3 separate regions of the Rattus norvegicus genome follow, and regions 1 and 3 are each linked to region 2. Evidence: chromatin contacts called from public Hi-C data. All regions are on one chromosome and are shown on one strand. The core of a region is the stretch at or near the end of the contact, and the rest is flanking DNA. Distances in the headings are between cores, read along the strand shown.

Evidence for each region. Hi-C and Micro-C count contacts between places; a contact is called where the count stands out from the background.
Region 1: a Hi-C map of Schwann cells shows a contact between it and region 2, with 11 times the contacts expected there. The contact joins the enhancer-like site here to the promoter of Sox9 in region 2. A contact is called at or near these places in 4 of 12 Hi-C or Micro-C datasets (the A7r5 cell line, Schwann cells, hepatocytes and 1 more).
Region 3: a Hi-C map of mammary epithelial cells shows a contact between it and region 2, with 4 times the contacts expected there. The contact joins the enhancer-like site here to the promoter of Sox9 in region 2. A contact is called at or near these places in 2 of 12 Hi-C or Micro-C datasets (Schwann cells and mammary epithelial cells).

What each region holds. Positions count from the first base shown.
Region 1 is chr10:98,103,824-98,106,623 of GRCr8, reverse strand. No RefSeq gene overlaps it. Among named protein-coding and RNA genes, the nearest start is that of Sox9, 200 kb to the left of the region's middle. Within about 2 kb of position 1,448, at least 5 of the 93 cell types and tissues checked have an H3K27ac peak or open chromatin away from gene starts, as enhancers often do. A contact at or near this core is called in the A7r5 cell line and Schwann cells, where this site is marked.
Region 2 is chr10:98,304,483-98,307,410 of GRCr8, reverse strand. It overlaps Sox9 (SRY-box transcription factor 9), which reads right to left and starts at 1,667. Exons shown (of 3, transcript NM_080403.2): 1 at 924-1,667; 2 at 1-102. The coding sequence starts at 1,354.
Region 3 is chr10:98,136,492-98,139,404 of GRCr8, reverse strand. LOC102547123 (a long non-coding RNA gene) reads right to left here. Exons shown (of 5, transcript XR_357964.5): 4 at 1,928-2,050. Among named protein-coding and RNA genes, the nearest start is that of Sox9, 170 kb to the left of the region's middle. Within about 2 kb of position 1,419, at least 12 of the 93 cell types and tissues checked have an H3K27ac peak or open chromatin away from gene starts, as enhancers often do. A contact at or near this core is called in Schwann cells, where this site is marked.

The DNA.
Region 1 (2,800 bases), core at 199-2,698, 200 kb after region 2:
TCGAAATGGGGTAAACCCACTGAACGAACTATTAAGACATCTCTTTAGAAAGCACCCTAAAACCTTGCCTTACAAAATTCAGCTCGTATTTTCTTATTTACATTTCTAAGTAGCCACGCAGATAAACATGTGGGGAGACAGATAAAGGAGAGGATTCTGGACCCCAAAGGCAGGCAGACTCAGTTCCCAAGGTTCTCCTGTGACCCGGGTTCAACCTGCCTTGATTTTCCACAGGAAAGCTGACGTGAAAACTTCTCTTTTTGAGTTTTTCAAAGTCGACCTCATTCAAACTGAGCAAATAATTAACTTTTCATCCTCTCATAAAATCAAGACTGTGGCTGGTTCAAAGCCCAGGACCCCGGGCCTTAATTGAATTAACTCGGGTTTCCATCCTTGCGCCGGACCATTCCAAACCATAACATTTAGCAAGGCTGACCTTCCTGGCGAGAACATAAGCGCCCATTGAGGGAAGATCGCAGAGTCAGTGCTGTGGCACGCAAATGGGGCCTGAGTGGAAAATGGGACGCTCTCCGAAGGGGACAAAACTTTTTCTGTTTCCTATGCTAGAGAGTTCAGGACGAATGCAGAGCCGCACAGTCTTATCTCCGCCAAAGCAAAGAGAGCTGCGCCCCAGTCGCCTGAGCAACCGCAGCTCCCACCTGGCTACTTGGGACTCCGTGCCCTCGCATCTGTTACTTAGCCCGTTTGGAGTCAGCCCTCTTCCTCTGGCTCCGGCCACTCCCTGTCCCGGTCCTCTATTCAGACCTAATGAGCTGCTCAGACATTTCCCTCTCTTCAGCTTCACTTACTGTTCTCAGCAGCACTCACGGCTCATAGGCTTTCCATATAGATCCGTGACCCCTACCGTGTGTGAGGAAACTTTCTGGGAAAAAGCTGCACTGCTGTAGTAAATCCCAGGGTTTGATGATTAAGGTCATTGTACAAAACTGACGAGAGGTGATCTATCATATTGTTTAGATTTTTGTTTGTTTGTGTATTTTTAATCTTTTTCTACAATTGGATGCCCAGGGTAGCTAAATGATGATGATGGTGGTGGTGGTGGTGGTGGTGGTGGTGGTGGTGGTGGTGGTGGTGATAGTGATGAATGCGGAAACGACAGGAAAGGGAAGAGGATAGGGAGGAGGGGAAGGAGTAAGAGGGGGAGAAGGGGAAGGGGTAAGAAGGGGAGGGAAGAGGAGAAAGGAAGAAGGAAAAGGATGAAGAGGAGGAAGGGGAGAAGAAGGAGGAGGAGGAGGGGGAAGGAGGAGGAGGAGGAGGAGGAGGAGGAGGAGGAGGAGGAGGAGGAGGAGGAGGAGGAGGAGGAGGAGGAGAACCAGGAGAACAAAGGACTTCTGATTACATTGTAAGTGCCCTGAGGGCAGGGAGCTGACTTCTTGCTTTCTCTAACTCTCTTTACACATGGCTCTGTCTGACTCAAGAACTCGATAAATACTTGGCTGGTGATGCATCCTGTGTAAAGCTAGGGTAGTCATCTCCCATGCCTGGGACCTGGCACCATTTTGATAGCAAAATATGTTTTGAGTGATTTGAAATTCTCGATGGCTAAATTGTAGAGCAAGAGGGAGTTTCACTTTCCTCTGAAAATATTTCTGGTCTTGTAGGGAGAGACTTCTGCGTTTGAGGCAATCTCTCCTAAAGACCACTAAAATCCACCCGACCGCAGAACATTCAGGCAAGCTGAACCTTGGAATCAGTGATCCGCCTGAGGAAATGTAAAATTAAATTTTAATATTGAAGCTGACACTTTAGCGTCGTCCCCGGGACTGCATGGGGGAAGTCTTGGTGTGTGGGAGAAGAAATATAATTTGTGATTCAAGGTCAGCGGTGGAACCCCCCCCCCCCACGGGCTTATTTGATTTGGATGATGTTCTTGTAGAATTGTTACTGATTCAAAAAACATTTTTTTTTAATTGGTGGTGACTTATGCTGTCTGTCTCTATGAATCCCAATTCAAAAGAGACTGTCTACAGGCATGAACTCTTTAGAGGCAATTCCCTAGTTTGTGCAAATATAATCAGAAGGTTGTGTTTATGAGTTTACAATGTTGTGATTATGACCTTTGCTGAAGCAAGGTGACTTTACATCCCGAAACAGGAGGCAGGCTCAGAGGATCAGATCCCTCATAGCCCACCAACCCCCAGTAGCCTTCTTCCTCAGCAACCTGTTCCTTCTACCAGGGTCTGTTTCTCATAGTCGTTCCAAATCAAACGTCTCCTTCCTACCTCCAACTCTCACTGACTGCATTTTCTCAGCAGATGTGATCCCCCCCCCCCAACAAAATGAACAACTGTTTTTAGGGCAAAGCTCAAGGCAGCAGTGAGAACCAGCTGAGTTATCCATGTACTCTGTGGTGTATTGACTCAGCCCAGTCTTGATACACTGTTTGATGAAGTAACTGAAGGTAAGTGGCACATTGTTACTATATAACGTAGTTGTTATTAATCTATTTCCAGTTAAGGTCGAGGGCGGTTACATAGAACCACAGGATGGTACAAGCTTCCTTAAGGAAGCTGACTGACTTGGAGAATCACTTTGTCCAGAAATATGAAGGTCATAGGTATGTGACCTTTCCAATCCAAGGCACAACTCTGTGGGTTGTGCCTGGTCTCCATGTGGATGGCAGCTTCGGTCTTCAAGTGACAAGAACAAGATGCATTTGCCCGGACCCTTTACCGGATTCAATTTCAAGTCTATAAAACCTCGGCAGTTCAGCCCTTAACCTCTCGTTAATCTTCCCCATGCATCCAAATTTAAGTTTCCCTTTGACTTTCCTTTTCTG
Region 2 (2,928 bases), core at 418-2,917:
CGCCGGGGCTGGTACTTGTAATCGGGGTGGTCTTTCTTGTGCTGCACGCGCAGCCGCTCCGCCTCCTCCACGAAGGGTCTCTTCTCGCTCTCGTTCAGCAGTCTGGGGGGGCAGAAGTAAAGAGGGAGGGGGGGTCAATGAAACCCTGGGAGCTGTCAGGTCCCCACCCCTCCTTCGCGCAATACCCCTCCTCCCTTCTGTCTGCTTTCCATCCTCCTCGGAGACTCAGAACTTTTTTTTCTTTCTTTTTCTTTCTTTTTTTAAAAAAGTATTCGGAGTCGACCTGAGCGGTCACTCCTCGCCCCGCCCCGCCCCCTCCCGGGCCTCCTATTTTGGAAGCCCAGTAGACGAAAATAGCTCCCTGCTGAGGCTGCTCTAAACGCCTTTGCTACCGGAGCGGTCCACCCCTCCCAACACGCAGTAAAAACTTTCCGAAAACCCACTTAAATTGCAAGAAGCTCGCTCTGTCGATCCACGCCCCTACCAGTTCTCAGTAGCTTTCCCCAATTCTTGCCTGGGTCTACTCCGGTCTCAGTTACACTTTCCCTTCACTCGGTCTTCCCAGGAAAGAGCGCAGTTGGCCGGGGGGGGGGGGGAGGTGGGCTTGCTTCCTCTAATTGTTCCTTTCAAGGAGGACCGGGGTGGCACACCCCCTCACTCCCCACTACATTCCTACATTCACGCCACTCTCCACCGCGCACCCCCCAACTCCCCGCCATCGCTAAGAGCAATCCCAAGAACTTTCTCAAACTTTGAGCTGCGTCCCCCCCCCCCCAGCCCTCCCTGCCCTCCCCGCCCTCCCCGCCCTGCATCCTGGACCGAAGACCCCAGGATGCACAACTCAGGGAGGCGGGGCGGGGTCGGTAAGTGCAGCCCGCGTCCCGGGTAGCCACTGAGCCCTCCGTGGCAGCCCGCGCGCTCACCTCCAGAGCTTGCCCAGAGTCTTGCTGAGCTCCGCGTTGTGCAGATGCGGGTACTGGTCTGCCAGCTTCCTGCGCGCAGCCTGCGCCCACACCATGAAGGCGTTCATGGGCCGCTTGACGTGTGGCTTGTTCTTGCTGGAGCCGTTGACGCGCACCGGCATGGGCACCAGGGTCCAGTCGTAGCCCTTCAGCACCTGGCTGACCGCCTCGCGGATGCACACTGGGAATTTATCTTCCTCGCTCTCCTTCTTCAGATCCGGCTCGCCCTTGGGGAACGTGTTCTCCTGGGGCCGTGTGTTCTCCGTGTCGGAGCCTGAGCCCGAGGGGCAGGGCGAACCAGCCGAGTCCTCCGACATGGTGGGGCTGGGGGCGCCAGACAAGCCCTTCTCCTGCTCGTCGGTCATCTTCATGAAGGGGTCCAGGAGATTCATACGCGAGCCCGGGGCAGGGGGCGGGTGGCCGGGAAAGGAGAGAAGCCGCGGCTGCTGGGGCTCCTCTTCCCTCAGCTGCCCGGACGCGGACGCCGAGCGAACGGCTCCCGGGGAGGTTGGCGCGTCACCCGGCTGCGGCGGCGAGCACTTAGCAGAGGCGCTGGGTGGCCAGTGCTCAGTTGCCCGCTCCAAACCCGGGGAAGGCGAATCGGAGCGGAGGAGGAGGGAGGGAAAACAGAGAACGAAACCAGGGCTACTTGCACCCCGTCTCTTTTGCAAAGAAAAGTTCCTGGACCGAAACTGGTAAAGTTGTCGCTCCCACTGAAGTTTCCAGACAGTTCCGAGCAACGCTCTCAGCTCTCCGGCTCCCAGCCCAGAGTCTCTTTAATAAATACTCCCCCTTCACCTTAGAGACCTCGGACCAATCACGGCTCGGCAGTCATCAGGGTTGGCAAGTCGCTGATTGGACCGGATTTTGAAAGGGTGGGGGGAGGATTGTGGCTCCGGGTTGGGTGACGAGACTCGAGGGGAGGAGAGGGGAGGGAAGCTCAGCCGGAGGGTGGATGGGGATGGTGGGGTGAGGGGACTTGGGGGGGGGGGCGCGGGGCAGGCGGGGGACCCGGGACGTCCGAGTGTGTAAGTTTGCTCTCTACTCTCCGAATGTCACAGTTTTGGAACGGTCTCCTTGTGTGTGTGTGTGTGTGTGTGTGTGTGTGTGTGTGTGTGTGTGTGTGTACGCGCGCATGTCTAGACTAGGACCCCCCTCCCACTATCCCTCCCGCCCCCCCCCCCACCACAGTCCACTACTTTTTCGATGCTGTCTCCGTGGTACCCGGGACTTTGCTGGCGTTTACAGCAATGGAAATTGCAACAGCTGCTCGTCAAAGCGGAGCTCAGCTTCTGCGCCTGGAGTCTGCCGGCTTCCCAAAAAGTGCTTAGAAATTGTCTTTTGGAAGCAAATGTTTGGGTGACTCAACGCCCGCTGTTCTCTGTAATAATCCATATAAATAGATTAACGCGCTCTGGTTCACCGAGGCCGGTGTGGTGGTGGCTGGAGATTCTGCTGCGCTCTCGCAGTGGGAATCAATGAAAACCAAAGCCAAGCACCGGCGAAAGCTGGCGGCGGGGACCGCGCAGTCCCGGGCTCTAGCGGCCGGTCCCTTGGGCCACGCCGACCTTGAACTGACAAGTCCTTCCCCGGCCCCTCCAGCACTCTGACGCCCCTTGGAGTCAGGATTATTACTTTAGAGTTTTGTTTCTAGCCTCCTGGCTGAGTCACAAACACCATCAGGTTCGCTACTGGAGTTTGCAAAAACTGCTCCGGTGTTGAGAGTGAAGTTTGCAAAGGTGGCAGCGCAGGACGGTGAGGCCGAGAAGGCCCTTGACTTGGACTGGAGACTCCAGACAAAACGGGCCACTTTGGCGGAGCCTTGTGACTCCCTCGCTTGGGCCTTCCTTTACCAGATAACCTGGGAAGGCGAAGCGCTAGGCGTCTGAACTTTAGTCGCGTCCTTTTAGACCTGCACACAGGTGGGCGTTCTGGGGGAGGCCACGTAGGTGTCCGTTGTACTTTA
Region 3 (2,913 bases), core at 170-2,669, 170 kb after region 2:
ACTTGACGCAAGGCCACCTTCCTCCCATAGCCTCCTGGGTATGCATACCTCATAGGTATGCACCACCATGTCTGGCTTTCTTAGGAAGTTCTTTTTTGACGTGGTTCTCCAATGTGGACTCTCAGGAGAGAGAGCCAGACAGTGCTGAAGGAAATCAAATGCATTACAAACACAGGCCATTGCTGCTAGAGGTCCATCCCTGAGGCCCATCCCTGATGCCCGGCTTCTTGTGATCTAGAAGAATGGCCAGCTTCGGAACTCCTTCTCTGTCAGGGCAGCTCTGTTAGGAGTTGTGTTCTCCAAGGCAAATCCACAGAGCAGCAGCTGTTCCAGGCTCAGCACAGGTCTCTCTGCCATTCAGTAGGTCCTCCTCTGTGTATAGTAGGCTGCGAAAATAGCGTCTGGTAATAGAATGCCTGAATGAGGGCTGAGGGAATGCGTCACAGGATAGCACGAAGACACATAGTGTGTTCACATTGTGTAGACTGATCCTGATTGATGATAATGGATGATTTGGAGACTTGGGGCCACTCAGCAGACTTTCCCTGGGGTTTCGCTCCAGCCTTGTTCTCTTGGCCTTGCAGCCAGGCCAAAGGCAGGAAGGAGCAAGGCAGGCAATCAGTGGTAGATGTGAACTGCTTGCTGGCCAGAGCCAAGGGCTTCTGAAACCTTTTCAGATCTTCCCCTAAGCAAGTCTTCCTTGAAGCAAGCCCTCCCTTCTGAGGCGCCTGCTTCTGCCTCTGCCCTCCTGGGCTCCCTTCCATCTCTCTCTCTCTCTCTCTCTCTCTCTCTCTCTCTCTCTCTCTCTCTCTCTCTCTCTCTGGCCTCTCCCTGAAGCTGAGCAGCCCTGATTCTGGCCAGGAAGAAGGTACCTCCTCTGAGTCAGGGCTGAGTGAGCAGAAGTTGCTTCACGCCAAACCCCCAGGGCTTGGAGCGCTAGTAGCTTTGTCCACACAGAAACTGTGCAGTTGAGGCCAATGTAGTAGACTGGTCTGAAGTGAATAAGCAAAAGCAAAATAAATAAATAAATAAATAGAAAATAAATAAATAAATAAATAAATAAATAATAGAAAATTAAAAAAAAGAAACTAAATGGAAAATAACTGTTGAGTCCAAAAACACATTTTCATTTTGGGGGCAATTCTACAGTCCAGGGGTAAGGGAGGTGTCTGCCTGTGAGTCAGACACTGCAACACTGCAGCCCTTCCCCCAGTCTCGAAGTGGGGGGCTGAGGGTGGCAGCTGCGTGGGCTGAGCAGGGTGTGGGGTGCAGGGCAGCCAAAGAAAGGGCGAGCAGGCTCCCCAGCCGGGCAGACAGCAGCAAAGGCTGGGCTAGCTTCCCTTCCAAGCATTGCACAGAGTCTCCGTGGAGGAAAGGCTCCCGCTGTGGAGCCAGGAAGGCAGCGCCTAGTTGTTGCTGGCATTCGCCAGGCTCGGCTGGGGCTGTCTGCTCTCCCAGGCTCCAGAAGGAGTGGGAATCCCATCCGCTCTGACCTCACGGATGAAAAAAGCAACTGTGGCCCCTTCCAAGGTTGAGGCAGCTCCGCCCGGGCTCAGACCCCGCCAGCTGGACCCTCCCAAAACGGGTTCTCTTTTGTCAGCTGCCTTTTATAGAACTATAAAACCCGGAGTTCAAGTGTGAAGCCTTAGACCAGTCATTTTTCAAAAAGGGGTCAGACTTCGCCTCCAGGATTCTTCCTGCCTCTCTTCCCGCCTTGTTAGTCTGCTGGCGACCATCTCTCAGCCCCAGTAAAACCCTGACACCCCTCCAGCATGCATGTTAACCTGCCTAGGACTCTTCTAGGCTCAGCTACCGAATCAGGATAGATAGAAGGGAGAAATGGGGGTGGGGTGGCGGTGCTTTCTGATCATGAAGCTAACAATGCTGGGGGGTTGGGAACAAGTTCAGAGAATCGAGCAGCACTTACAGAGCAAGATGCAGAAGCCGACTTCAGGCACATAAGACACTCCAACTCTCCTGTTGGGCTGATACAGGCCCATCTTTGCATTTCATTGGCCGGCCAGCCCAGCCAGCTGAGCATTTTCACACTCTGTGGGTGACACAGTTGCAGAAACAATAAGGTAGAGTACTGTAAAAGATGACTCAGCATGGGTACCGGCTGATCTTCCAGAGGAATTACAGCACCCACAAGGGCACTCACAACTATCCGTGGCCCCAGTTCCAGGGGATCTCATGTCCTCTTGTGAAGGCCACCAGGCAGGCATATGTGTGGCACACAGATACACATGTAGGCAAACCACCCACACGAAATTTAAAAATTCTTTTAAAAAAACCCAAAATGCAGAAAGTTACTGGCCTTCTGGTTGGTGCATATATATATATATATATATATATATATATATATATATATATATATATATATTATGCATGTAATCATGTGAACATGTACACAAGCATAGACAATGCTGACCAAAATCAGTGTGGTCCAGGAAGGCTGGTCAAACAATGGTGAACTTTGTCACTTCATGTTTCTTCTCCAAATTTTAAGGCCCTGGGAAAAAGAACGGGGTGGTGGAATATCAGAAGAATTTATAATCAGCAGATTCAGAAGGAGAGAAATAATAAGGCCTGCAGAAGCTTAAGAAAGCTTGATCCTCACCATAGCTCAAGACCTGGGATACGGCAGACCCCTAAATTTGTGATTCTGGAAAAACTGGCAGACAAGCCTAGTTATTATTTCAAAGATCTTAAAAAAAAATCTGGCCTAAAAAGTCCAGTTATTAAAAGTGTTCTCGATTCTTAGGATAGACTACCTCTACCATTTGGGAAACTCTGTACACACTTGTAGTATACAAGAAAAAAAACCCAGAATCAAATAGAACTTTCCAGAAGATCAAAGATGGCCTTTAAAACAGTAGTACATGTAGGTCTGGCTATCTTGCTTGCTGGTCT